Linked DNA regions of Hordeum vulgare: region 1 is linked to region 2. The links are chromatin contacts, called in public Hi-C maps. All regions are on one chromosome and are shown on one strand. The core of a region is the stretch at or near the end of the contact, and the rest is flanking DNA. Distances in the headings are between cores, read along the strand shown. Region 1 holds the start of LOC123401407 (translation initiation factor eIF-2B subunit epsilon-like). Region 2 has its middle 17 kb from the start of LOC123403720.

Region 1 (6,265 bases), core at 844-3,343, 550 kb after region 2:
TACAGCTCTTTTCATTACGCAATTACGCATACCTGATGCCTTGTAAATTCCTTGGCGGTGTAGTTTCATTTCATGACAGTTACCAAAGGATAACACATCAGGCACCATAGGGTATGTCCATCTTTGTATAATATCTTTGCTCACCGCATCATAGCTCCTGAAACTATCTATTCTTGCGGCATAGCTCGAGCGTATTTCATGAGTATAGATTTTGTAACCCATAATCTGAAAGGATTGGCATGTCGTTTGATTGTTACAGAAGATACATGATAGCAGAGATGGCACTCATGATACTGCACTAAAAATAAGTATCATGTTTTCTTGTCTTACATAGGTCAACTGGTGGTGAACAGACTTACATCATCAACTAGTAAACCCTTTACAAAATGACGCCGGAGATGTTGATAATCAAAGTTATCGGTAAAAAGACTAAGGACTTCTGGCGAGCAGACATCAATATAGCAATCCTGTCGGAAAAAAAGGGTGAATTTACGAAGATCAATAAAACAAGATTTGAAGTACTGGAGAATCATGGCCTCAATAATATAGCAAAAAGTGAGCTTCGAGAAAAACATATCCATTGTTTAATTAACAAGTTTGAAAGCAGACCTCCATGTTATTATGCAACTGGAGAGTAGGATTATTGGCCAGTATATCCTTATCAATTGCCACGCACAGGTGTGAGTTATCTGTCTTATCCTCATAATAAAGTAGTTCCTTTGTCTCAGGAGCTATCGCCATAAAAATTTCATCATTGCCCAAACGTGTCTGGTGCGTCAGGGTTGAAGGTTTTGAATGCTTTATAATCATAGTCATAACAGCAAGTGGATCTTTTTTCCTTCTGTCCTTGTGTTCCTGAAGAGCATCTTTTAAGCTCATGTTGCTGATTGTATCACCACTGATGAGAACAAAATCACCATTTATCTGCATAAAAGTGACGAATGCATGAAACAACTGAAAGCGTAAACGAAATGCCAGGCACACTGTCAGTATGTGTTACAATAACTGAGAATAGAACAGGAAAATAAGACTGCACTATATATGCCTTACGATAACTGAGACACAGGCGACATCTATTAGGGGAAAAAAAGGCATGTGATACTATTGCTAAGCAGGTACGGCAATCAGAGTTAAGCGCTTGAAAAATATCTAAATTGAGCGGAACTAATGTGTTTAGTATGATGTTATAGTTAAAACCTTGAACAACCTTTTTGGGTAATAGCCATTAGACAGAAAAATGAATGCTAGGTTTTTTCTCTGACTACAAAATAATATCATGATTTTTCCATCACAATCTCTTGCTGGTTGTAATTACTTCCCAAGTCCACACTACTTAGGCAACTAGTACCAAATGGGATGCCACTGGAGTGACCTGAAATGACATGAAGTTATACAATTTATATCTACTTTCCTTCCTTGAATGAACTGGAATGACACCACAGGCTTCAGTTTTACATATGTTCACTATCAGTTCTAGTCAACCGGCCAAGACAAATTGTTAAGCAGTAACAGCAACAGACACTGCAATTAATACTGCAGTCCTTTTTCCAATCCACAGGAAGGGTGGAGATGAGAAACTCACAACGCCACGGCCATACATGACGCGGAGAGCGTCGCCTGCGCTGATAGCGTCGTGCGACTCGACGGCTGTGACGGCCATCTCCCGGGCGGCGGGCTTCCCAGACCAGCCTGCCACCGCCAGGTGCTCCTTGACCTGCTGCGCGTGCGCAGCGCAGAAGACGAAGACCTCCTCCACGCCCGAGGTCTCCAGCCAGGACAGCGTGTAGTCGATCATCGGCACATTCACCAGCGGCAGCAGCACCTGCGGGGGCAGCGCAATTCAGGTGCCGCGTGGCGGATTGGGGGCGGCGGGTGCCCGAGGTAGGGTTTGGGGGGATGCGGTACCTTGGGGCGCTCGAGCGTGATGGGGCGGAACTTGAGCGTGAAGCTGTCGGCGAGGAGGACGGCCTGGAGGGGCGAGCGCGAGAGCTCGTCGGGGTCGTCCCCGGCGGCGGCCCCGCCGCGCGACTTCTTCTGGGACATGGCTGCGGCGGCGGCGGCGACGGGGAGGGGTTGGGGAAGGTTTAGGTGTGGTCGCCCGCGCCGTCGTCGCCGCCGTGGCTCCGCTAGTGTGGCAGCAGGGAGGCGTAGTGGGCCGTATCTGGGCTTAGGAGTTTGGGCTTTTTCATGGCCAGTTTGTAGTGGACTTGGTGGGTCATGCCTTCTATCTTCTTCCTTTTCCCCTGAGGATTGAAGCACGGCCATTCGTTTCAGCCCATCTCTGCATATTCAACGCTCGATTTTAGAGAAAAATCTGAAGAAAAAAGTTATATTTTTTTAGATGATTTTGAAATGTTTGTTTTATTTTTATCAGCAAACTGTGTTACTTAAGTCCATTTTGGGTCATCCACAATTGTGTATCTAAAGAAGAAACAATGATAATTAATTCATGTGTGAGCATTGAGCAAGGTAGACTCCTCGTAGTAACGAATGTTACATATAAATTCTTGAGGTGTAATTGTAGATATACAACTAGCTATCATGAAACAAATCTCAAAAAATACAATTAGATAATAAGAGGGAAAAAACACCCCGCACCAATGCATATAATTGACTCTAAGCACAACACATGTAATGCATGTCGCAAGATGTTTTGTTTTTATTTTCTTTATGAGACGTGATGTGGGGATCGAGCAATACAACACATGCATGGTATCAGTCACATCACACATGTCGTATGGTTCGTGGAGAGCATCTAGTGATACCATCCTTTAAAGCATCTCTAACAGATCCCTTAAAACGCACAAAGCTGTAAAATAACCGTCGGTTTGCAGTTTTAGACGAAAAAAAGCGATCCAAATAAAATCCGTAAACAACTTCGGCATGTGAAATTTTTTAAGGGGCACGGTAAACATCCCCACCAAACCTGTGAAAATAAGGATTTCGGAGCCACCCCGATGGTGCCCTATATACGTGAAAGACTATTGGTGGGAGTCCAACTGCCATCAGAACCTTCATGGCTCGCTCCCGGTCGTCGTCCTGCCCGTCCACAGTCGCCACCCAGCTCATCCGGGAAGTCGCCCCACCCATTCGTCCCGGTCGCCACCCGTTTGTCCTAGCTGTCGCTGTCGAAAACTCGAACAACTACGAAGGAGCTCTATACGACAATGATAGCTAGCTCCTGGCTCAATCCGACCATGGTCGACGAGCTAGCTAGCTAGCTAGCTCGCTCTTGGATCCATCCGGCCATAGACGAGCTCCTAGATCCATCCGACCACGGACGAGCTAGCTAGCTCCCGGATCCATCCGGCCACGGACGAGCTAGCTAGTTCTTGGATCCATCCGGCAATGGAGGAGCTGGCTCCTGGATCAATTCAACAACTACGGCGACGGAAGTTGATCATGGACACGGACGAGAGGAAGAAGAAAACGTAGGGAATAATTTAAGTGAATATTTGGTTTTACAGCTTAAGTTTAAGAATTTTGTTCGACCGTAGCTCAAACCGATCTTTAAAATATTTTTTTTCCGAAGTGAAAATTGTGTTTTCAGTTCCACGATTTAAGGGGTCTGCTAGAGATGCTCTTAGGTCATTACCAACACGCGAGATTCAAAGCCAAAATTGTTTCTAGAATTCTGAATAAGGAAAAGAGTTTGAATTTTCACATGATGCGTGTTTGTGATCCCTACAAAATTTAAAGGTATCCCACTGTGATCTACACACAGGGTGTGGGGGAAGAAGATCAAGCATGGGTAGTGCAAAGAGATAAAAACACAAAAGATAATATACACATTTGGCTTTGTCTTCTTTTGTTTCTCCACGCATGAATAGAATATGGATTTGAAAAACAGACATACATCTGTGAATATTCACAAAATAATTTAGATTTCTGGAAAGTTCAAAAAAATGAGAATAGGAAAGTTTCGAATTTGATATATGTGGTATGATGGTATCATCTAAAATGTGGTATCACGAGATACTCTCCAAGCTGGCCAGCTAAACCGGAAGTGCTTGGTCGAGGCATCCCCAGTCCACGATACACGCGGACACGTAGTCGGCGAGCCAAAGTCGTACTCGGCGAGCTCTAGTCTAGCCTCCATGACATCATGCATGACAAATTAATTAAGATTTCAGCTTGGACGATCATGTTGGTCTCAACGTGAATCACATTCACATCCGCGTCTTCGTGGTGCTGTTCAATTTGATGCGTGCGATAGCAGAATTAGTCGAGATACGCACTGCCTCACGTCCCATCTTAGCTAATTGTTATTGTTATCTCGTGTTCTAGTACACGCCTGCCTCTGTGAACAGCTAGCTAACACTGTCGACCATCACCATGCAGTCCAGCTCCAGCTCCAAGGCCGGCGGCAATGGCGACGAGGGGCACCTGGTGTGCGTGACGGGGGCGGGGAGCTTCATCGGGTCGTGGGTGGTGAAGGAGCTCCTCCTCCGTGGCTACCGTGTCCGTGGAACCGCCAGGGATCCCGGTAAGCGATGCCTTGGTGCCCATGATCTCCTCCGGTTTCAGCTTTCTGGCTTGGCTTGCTTTGAGATCAAACGGCATGGAGATGATCGTTTCATTTCATTTGTGAAGCGAACCGCAAGAACGCGCACTTGCTGGAGCTGGACGGCGCCGGGGAGAGGCTCACCCTGTGCTGCGCCGACGTCATGGACGCCGACGGCCTCCGCGCCGCGTTCCGGGGCTGCCGCGGCGTCTTCCACGTCGCCTCCCCGGTCTCCAACGACCCCGTGAGCTCACTGCGTCCTCTGCTCCTCTGAAACCTCAGGACGCGGAGCACTTACTTGATGCCCGGTGTGCTTGCTTGCAGGAGCTCGTGCCGGAGGCCGTGGAGGGCACGAGGAACGTGATCAACGCGGCGGCGGACGCCGGCGTGCGTCGCGTGGTGTTCACCTCCTCCTACGGCGCCGTGCACATGGACCCCAGCCGGAGCCCCGACGCCGTCGTCGACGAGGCCTGCTGGAGCGACTACGACTACTGCAAACGAACCGGCGTACGTATGAGTATGATCAAGCTCGATTCGATCCTCCCCCTCATCTCTCTCGCCGGTGAACTATAGCTCGTGCGCAGAACCTGTACTGCTGTGCGAAGATGATGGCGGAGGTGGCGGCGACGGAGGAGGCGGGCAGGAGGGGGCTGGAGCTGGCGGTGGTGGTGCCGGCGACGACGATCGGCCCCGCGCTGCAGCAGACGCTCAACTTCAGCACCGACCACGTCGCCCGCTACCTGACGGGCGCCAAGCCGGCCTACCAGAACGCCGTCACCGCCTACGTCGATGTCCGGGACGTCGCACGCGCGCACGCCCTCGTCTACCAGCACCCCGACGCGCGCGGCCGCCGGTACCTCTGCGTCGCCGCCGTGCTGCACCGCGCCAACTTCGTCGGGCTCCTCAGGGATCTCTACCCGCAGTACCCCGTCACGGCCAGGTGCGAGGACGACGGCAAGCCGATGGCGAGGGAGTACAGGTTCTCCAACCAGAGGTTGAGGGATCTGGGCTTGGAGTTCACTGACATGAGGACAAGCTTGTACGAGACGGTGATATGCTTGCAGCAGAGGGGGCATGTCCCTGTCATCGTGCCACGTCATCGTGCATGCTTGTGAAATCAATATGTACACACGTTGAACTCGATTAACCAAATAAATCCGGATACTTTCTTTCTTCTGCAAGGCTAGACCTACTTAAACTAACGTACAGTTTTTACGTAATTGAAAGTGTGAAGACTTGGGATTGGATTAAAGGGGTGGGAGAACCCCACACCCATGAAAAGATTTAGTAGAAGAATTACGTAGGTCTAGCATTTTAGTAGAAGACCCTTGTTCCGTCCCCAACTCTGCTCCCCGAGCTGGTGGAATTACAGTAAAAGACGCAGCAATTTTCCAGCTCCACGGATTCCGAAAGCTGGAGGAATACCGAACAGGGTCTTACTTTGTTGTACTGTAAATGTTGTGCATCAGCAAAAACACATCGCAGTATCCCGATCACGATTGGCGGGGCAAAAAGATCTGCCACACGCACTACCTGGTCGCTTCGTGATGTGTACAGTCTAGTCGCTATAGAATTGTGCGATCAAAATAGTAGTAGACGAAAGTTGAGATCAAACAATCTACAGATCGGTGAGAACCAAAGTTTTCCTCTTGTCCTATCGGCTGAAATCCTAGCCGCCGCAAGGAGAGGACAATTTCAGCGATGTCCTTCGACGGCTCCCCTCCGCCGGCAACCTCGTTTGTTGGTGATGAGGAGGTCGTC
Region 2 (6,212 bases), core at 335-2,834:
TTTTTTGAATTTCATATTTTTTTTTCAAAATACGAATAAATTTCATTTTCATGAACAAAATTATTAAATTGTGAACATTTTCTGAATTTTCCGAACATTGTATTGAATGTGCAAGCAAATTTTCAGAACACGAATATTTCTGAAATTTATGAATAAAATTTTGAAAATGAAAACATTTTTAAATTCCTAGAAATCGAAATAATTTATGGTCAAAAATTATAACGTGAACATTTTTAACATTTAAGGAAATTTGTTGAAAAAATAAACTTGAAAAATAAAACAAATAACAAAAACATAAAAAAAATCCGGTTTAGGAACCTTCTACAAAGTTATCTAAATCGAAAAAACCCGACTGGAAAACAAATAAAACACAGAATATCTTCTAAACGAGCCGATCCTTCTTGATCGATCGCATGTGCGGGGACGCTGAATCGGGCACACACCACGTCCTGCGAACAAGGCTGGCCCATTTGTTTCCCATCCTTTTGTTTTTTCCTGTTTTAGAAACTTCAAAAAAAGAGCGTGCACGGGGTTCGAACCTGCACCAGCTCGGCCGCGTGCGCTCAGCTCCAACCAACCCGTATTTGGTTTTTCCTCTTTTATTATTATTCGTTCTCTAGTTCGTTTTTCTTTCTTTTTCTCATCCTTTTTTGTTTCATTCTAATGCGCGTTTTTTATAGAACTCGTGCACCTTTTTTTTTATTTAACGATTTTGTTTTCAAATTCGGTGACTTGTTTCCAAATTAGATAAAACTTTTCAGAAAATTATTGAACTTTTCCCAAATTTGATGAACTTTTTCCCAAATCGATGAACTTTTTTCCAAACTCGATGAACTTTGCTCAAAATCTATGAACATTTTTCCAAAGTCAATGAATTTTTTTAAAAATTGGATCAACTGTTTCCAAAATCGATGCACATTTTTTCAAAATCAATGGTCTTTTTTTTAAATTGGATAAAATGTTTCCAAAATCGCTGAACTTTTTTCCAAAATCCATTAACTTTTTTGAATTGAATAATTTTTTTCAAAAATCAATGAACTTCTTCAAATCAAATGAACTTTTTTCCAAGATCGATGAACTTTTTCCATTTTTGTGATTTTTTACAGTTATATTTGTTTACCTTTTCTTTAACCCGTGTACTCTTTTTGTAAATGATTTTTTAATACCTGATTTTTCATAAAACATACACATATTTCTTGAACACTCAACAGTCAACTGATTGGACCAGTCAATTGGTGAACTTTTTTTCTCAAAGCAGTGGACTTTTTAAAATTTAAATAGAACGGCTACAGTTGTTCTTAATTTGTGCTCGCTGCATAATATAACCAGTAGCCGAATGGTGTAGTTGTAGCTAGTCTCTTGTAGGATATTAGCGGTCTGAGTTCGATTCCCTGTCGGACACTCATTTTTTGGTGGGATTTCGGGCTACAATATTTGATACAGTATGTGTTCATGGGCCGACCCAGTAAGGTTCTCTATGAGAGCCGGTTAGCTTCGAGGCGCCGAAGGCGCCGACTAGGACCTCCTAAATACGTCAAATAGGGTATTTCGGGAGGAACCATGGATCTAACAAAAATCAAACGTGAAGTGATTTGAGCGCCTGGCGACCGAACATGGGCCATATGTTCCATTGGGCTGCAATCGAGCCATGGCGCTTATGGCTAGGCTGACTTTTTTTGGAAGTGCAAGGCTGAGATACTATACAAGCTGATCAAACTGCTGCATAGAGATTAGAGACTAGCGTGGCTAGGGCATCGAGGCGCTGTTAGGATGTCGTCTATTTTGGATCGCCGCCGCCCGCCGATCGATTCGATCCTTGACACCTGCCTCGTCCGTGCACTACCGAAATAAAGCTCTATGCCGACGGCCCAGCCGTCGGCATAGAAGCAAACCCCGTCGGGATACCCATATGCTGGCAGTTGTTGTCAGCATACACCCGTCGGCAACATATATGCCGGACCGAGCCGTCGGCAAAGAAGAGCCATCGGCATAGCGGGCTATGCTGTGTACATTCATCGGCAAAGAAATATGTTGTTGCTTAATTTTTTATGAAACTTGTCTCTCCTCAACTAGTTAAGTAAGTGGTAAGCTGGGCAACATAGCCCGTAGTTTCCTTCCTAATCTGTCAATGTGGACCTATAGTAGAGGTAAATTTATTCTTGATCAAACTGCTAGGGTAGTTAAATATATTGTGTACTTTTACCTGATCAAATTGGTTAGTTAGCTCTTTTTCTTGTCCAATATGTCATGTTCTTAATAGCTGATGAAACACGTAGAATAAATGAAGTGCTATGGATTTGTTGTTTAGGTTGGTTCCAAAAAGTGCTAGACTGCAGCACTAGGCAGTACAACGACGTAGAGCATCCCCAATAGATGCATGCTAACGTGGCACGTTTAATAAAATTATTCAACGTTGAAATAGCAATTTTTAGCGCCGGAGAATGTTAACTCCAACAGACACTGCAAAACATAGCGCTCAATCCGACGGCCCCACCTGCAGCGGCCAACGCGCATAATTTGGCGTCCCAAATATACTGCGTGGAAGCTAGCGCGCCCAACATTTTTAACGCGGACGCTGACGCTTTTATGCGCATTCTATTTTACAACCTTTATTGAAACACCGTTTTTTGTCTCTCACGCACAAAAACATCAGTTTTCAACGTGTGAGGCCTTTTTTGGGCACCTGTTGGTGATGCTCTTATGGATGTGTTGGTGATGCTCTTATGGATGGATTCGGAAGCACACATATGCTTCCGGGTTTGTTCTTTGCATTCTCTCTTCCCCGATCCTAAATTCATGTCGCATCTCCTGTTCTCATTCCATAGTTTTGACTCTGACCTCCTCTCACTTCCGTTTATGTACTTCACAATCTCATGATTTCCCTTTGTTTTGAGAAGATTTTTTTGAGAAGTTGAATGACGTTGTTGTAGTGAACTAGTGATGTAAGTGCACAAGGATGCAGTAGCTCACGTGGGTATTCATCTTAGATCAGAAATCAATTGTGCCATTCAATGTGATGAATTGATATCTTGACTTTGTTTACCACATATATTTGGGTACCAACGTTCATTATCCACATATGAGTTTATGCCATGGGAAAAAATTATGCTGTATCATTTGTGATTAGTAAAACACCTATGTAATCTATTTACTACTCCCTCCGTCACAAAATTCTTGTCTTAGGCTTATTTAGAAATGAATGTTTTAAAATATACTAAAACGTGACTAGATACATTCATATCTAGACAAATCTAAGACAATAATTTTGGGATGGAGGGAGTACCAGATTATATATTTATATGTTTAGCCATGATCATCTTCGGGAAACAATTGGAGCCTAGATAATGTATGAGAGACACCCTGTGCGCAAAGGGGCATTAGAGAAGAGAGCTAGCATAACAAGACATGATTGCAAATAGAATAAGAATCCACATTTGATCATAATTCAATATTATTACAAATGGCATAAAATATATAGTATTCCGCTTTTACGGGGATACCAAATACATTGGGTTTAGACCTTTAATTTCCACACAAATTGGCCAGACGCAGCCCTAGTTGCATCTTTTAAACTCCATAACTCATAAGGCAGATTTCGTATTATATTGTGCACCAATATATGAGCAAATATAAATTTATTAATTTATCAGATATTCTTGGATCATTATCGTAAGCGGGCACAAGTTATTGATATTCCACCAATGCAGTATTAATGCATGAATAAGGATAATTCATAGTCCCCATCCTCTGTCTGGTGGATATGTTGGTTTAGAGGCGTGCACGCTCTGGAACCGCAGGCAAACGGAGGTGCCCCAGCTGCTGCAGGGATACCACCGTCTCGTACAAACTCTCCTTGAGTGGAGTGAACTCCAACCCCAGGTCCCTGAGCCTCTGGTTGGAGAACCTGTACGGCTTGGCCATCGGCTTGCCGTCATCTTCACACCTGCCATGCCATGCACGCCATGAGTAAATTTTAAAAACCACCACAATTACGTAGTGCACTGCGGAAATCCATCGTTTTCATAAAAAAATATCAAAAATACCGATTTTGAGTAATTGTTTGCTGAAAACATTAAAAATATTAAAATCCATCTAACACGGAACATCGTCGCGTTGTGCAGTCGAGAGTAGTCAAGCTCCCAGATCTTCTCGACTCTTACGTAGAATCTCTCAGTTGCGGTGTTGTCGTCGGTCATGCATTCCATCATCATCCCTGAGTTCTGAAAATCACTGTTTATTTCTTTGGCCTTCGTGTAGAACATGCATCCGTTGATATCGTATGCCTGATAGGTCGCGAGGTTGGCAGCGGGGCCATGTGCTAAGGTGTATATGAGCAATCCGTCCTCAGAGCCCTCTTCCGGATGATTAGCAAGAATATGCTCTTTGAACCAATACAGGAAAGTGGAGTTGTGCTTTCTAGTAACTTCGGCGTTCGTCCTGCATAGCCCTCGGTCACAATACTTCTTTGCCATGGTTTCCTTGTGCAGTGTCTAGAAAGGATCTACCACATCTAGGTGATGTAGCACTACTAAGTTTGCTCTGTCAACGTCGTTGGGCCGATCCGAGTAGGCCATATGTAGTTTCTTGCGACCGTTGGAGAGACCTTCTCCTTCGAGGCTCCCAAGGTGCTTCTTAACGGGCAAACCAACACTAGGCCGGTCTCCGCCATATAGATAATTCTCACAAAAAGAGATGCACTCTTGTGTCAGATAGCCCTGGACGATGCTTCCATCCGGGCGAGACATGTTACGAACGAATCCTTTGATGACCCCATTCATCCTCTCAAATAGCATCATGTTCTGCAGGAATGATGGCCCAGCTCTATTATGTCATCCATGATGTGGACACACAGATGCACCATGACATCAAAGAACACGTGGGAGGGGGGGAGTACATCTCAAGCTCATTTAATATCACAACGATCTCTTCCTTTAGCCTTCGGAGCTGCTTCACACTGATCGACTTTCGAGAGATGACGTTGAAAAAGTTGCAGAAACCAATAAACGTGTCATGGATGTGCTTGTCCGTTATCCCTCTAAGGGCAACAGGTAGTATCTGCGTCATCATCGCATGACAGTCATGGGACTTCATCCCACTGAACCTTTTCTTCTTCATGTCGACAAATCTGCTTAACTTCCCACAATAACCGGAACTAACTTTGATTTCGGTAAGGCACTTGAAGAATTGATCGATCTCAGTCGGACTTAAGGTGAAGCAAGAAGGGGGGCAATAACCGTCCTTCACTTTTTTGCCATTCTTCTCCCGCTCCCCCGTCTCCGTTTGTGTCTCCTCTGACTTTTTACGGGGCGACATGTGTAGATCTGCTCTGATATTCAAATCTCGCAAGTCTTTTCTTGCCTTCGGCCCATCCTTGGCCTTATCCGGCATATTCATTAGTGTCGCAAGCAAGCTCTCAAGGACATTCTTACGGATATGCATTTGATCAAGGCAATGAGGCGTGTCGAGTTTGTGCCACTACTCCATGTCCCAGAAAACAAACCTCGTCTTCCATACCTTTAGCAGCGGCTCCGACACCTTTTTCATCGTCTTTCCCGGCGCGGGGCAATGTTCCCAGTTTTTCAACAACTCACCAATTTCGGCACCGCTCCTCTTACATGGAGGTCCTCGATGCTCAGCCTTACCATTGAATAGATCTCCATGGTTTCTCTATGGACGTCCTTCTCGAGCCATCGTCGATGCCCCATGTACACGATTTTCCCAGACCCGCCTGATGGGGTTATAGTCCCAGGGTAGGGTCATAGGCCTGCCCTATAGGTCCTACCCAAGGACTACCCTTCATAAAGGACAAGGCCCTTAGTCAGTTTCGACTGAACTAAGGAGTCCCCCATCATCCAGTCGGTGACGAGCATTCGGAGCGTATTTAAAGTACCGACTGAATTCGACTCTGTACATCGTAACCTCCGAGGAGGGCAACGATCATACGTTTTCATACACCATTATTAGCATTTAAGGCATACGTTACCTGTAACGTAGGCATTTATTCGCCACTACTCCACCCCTGTCCACCGGGCCGTTGTGAAGGGCAGCGCACTCTATATAAGCCGCCCTTCCCCACTGGTCCAGGGGTTGGCTTTTACTGTAATCCTATATTTCACTCGACACTAAGCTCCCAAGAGCACTGAGACGTAGGGCTTTTACCTCCACCGTAGAGGGGCCTGAACTCATACAACCTCGCCGTAGCTAAGGCTCTA

The links. A called contact is a pair of places that touch in the nucleus more often than the background predicts.
Region 1: a Hi-C map of seedling shows a contact between it and region 2, with 4 times the contacts expected there. The contact joins the promoter of LOC123401407 here to the enhancer-like site in region 2. A contact is called at or near these places in 3 of 6 Hi-C or Micro-C datasets (leaf and seedling).

What each region holds. Positions count from the first base shown.
Region 1 is chr6H:549,621,062-549,627,326 of MorexV3_pseudomolecules_assembly, forward strand. LOC123401407 (translation initiation factor eIF-2B subunit epsilon-like) reads right to left here and starts at 2,094. Exons shown (of 15, transcript XM_045095194.1): 1 at 1,906-2,094; 2 at 1,583-1,822; 3 at 610-924; 4 at 360-467; 5 at 33-225. The coding sequence starts at 2,043. LOC123403410 (cinnamoyl-CoA reductase 1-like) reads left to right here and starts at 4,164. Exons shown (of 4, transcript XM_045097345.1): 1 at 4,164-4,486; 2 at 4,594-4,748; 3 at 4,829-5,011; 4 at 5,089-5,680. The coding sequence starts at 4,336. The coding sequence ends at 5,619.
Region 2 is chr6H:549,066,902-549,073,113 of MorexV3_pseudomolecules_assembly, forward strand. No RefSeq gene overlaps it. Among protein-coding and RNA genes, the nearest start is that of LOC123403720, 17 kb to the left of the region's middle. Within about 2 kb of position 1,585, at least 3 of the 3 cell types and tissues checked have open chromatin away from gene starts, as enhancers often do. A contact at or near this core is called in leaf and seedling, where this site is marked.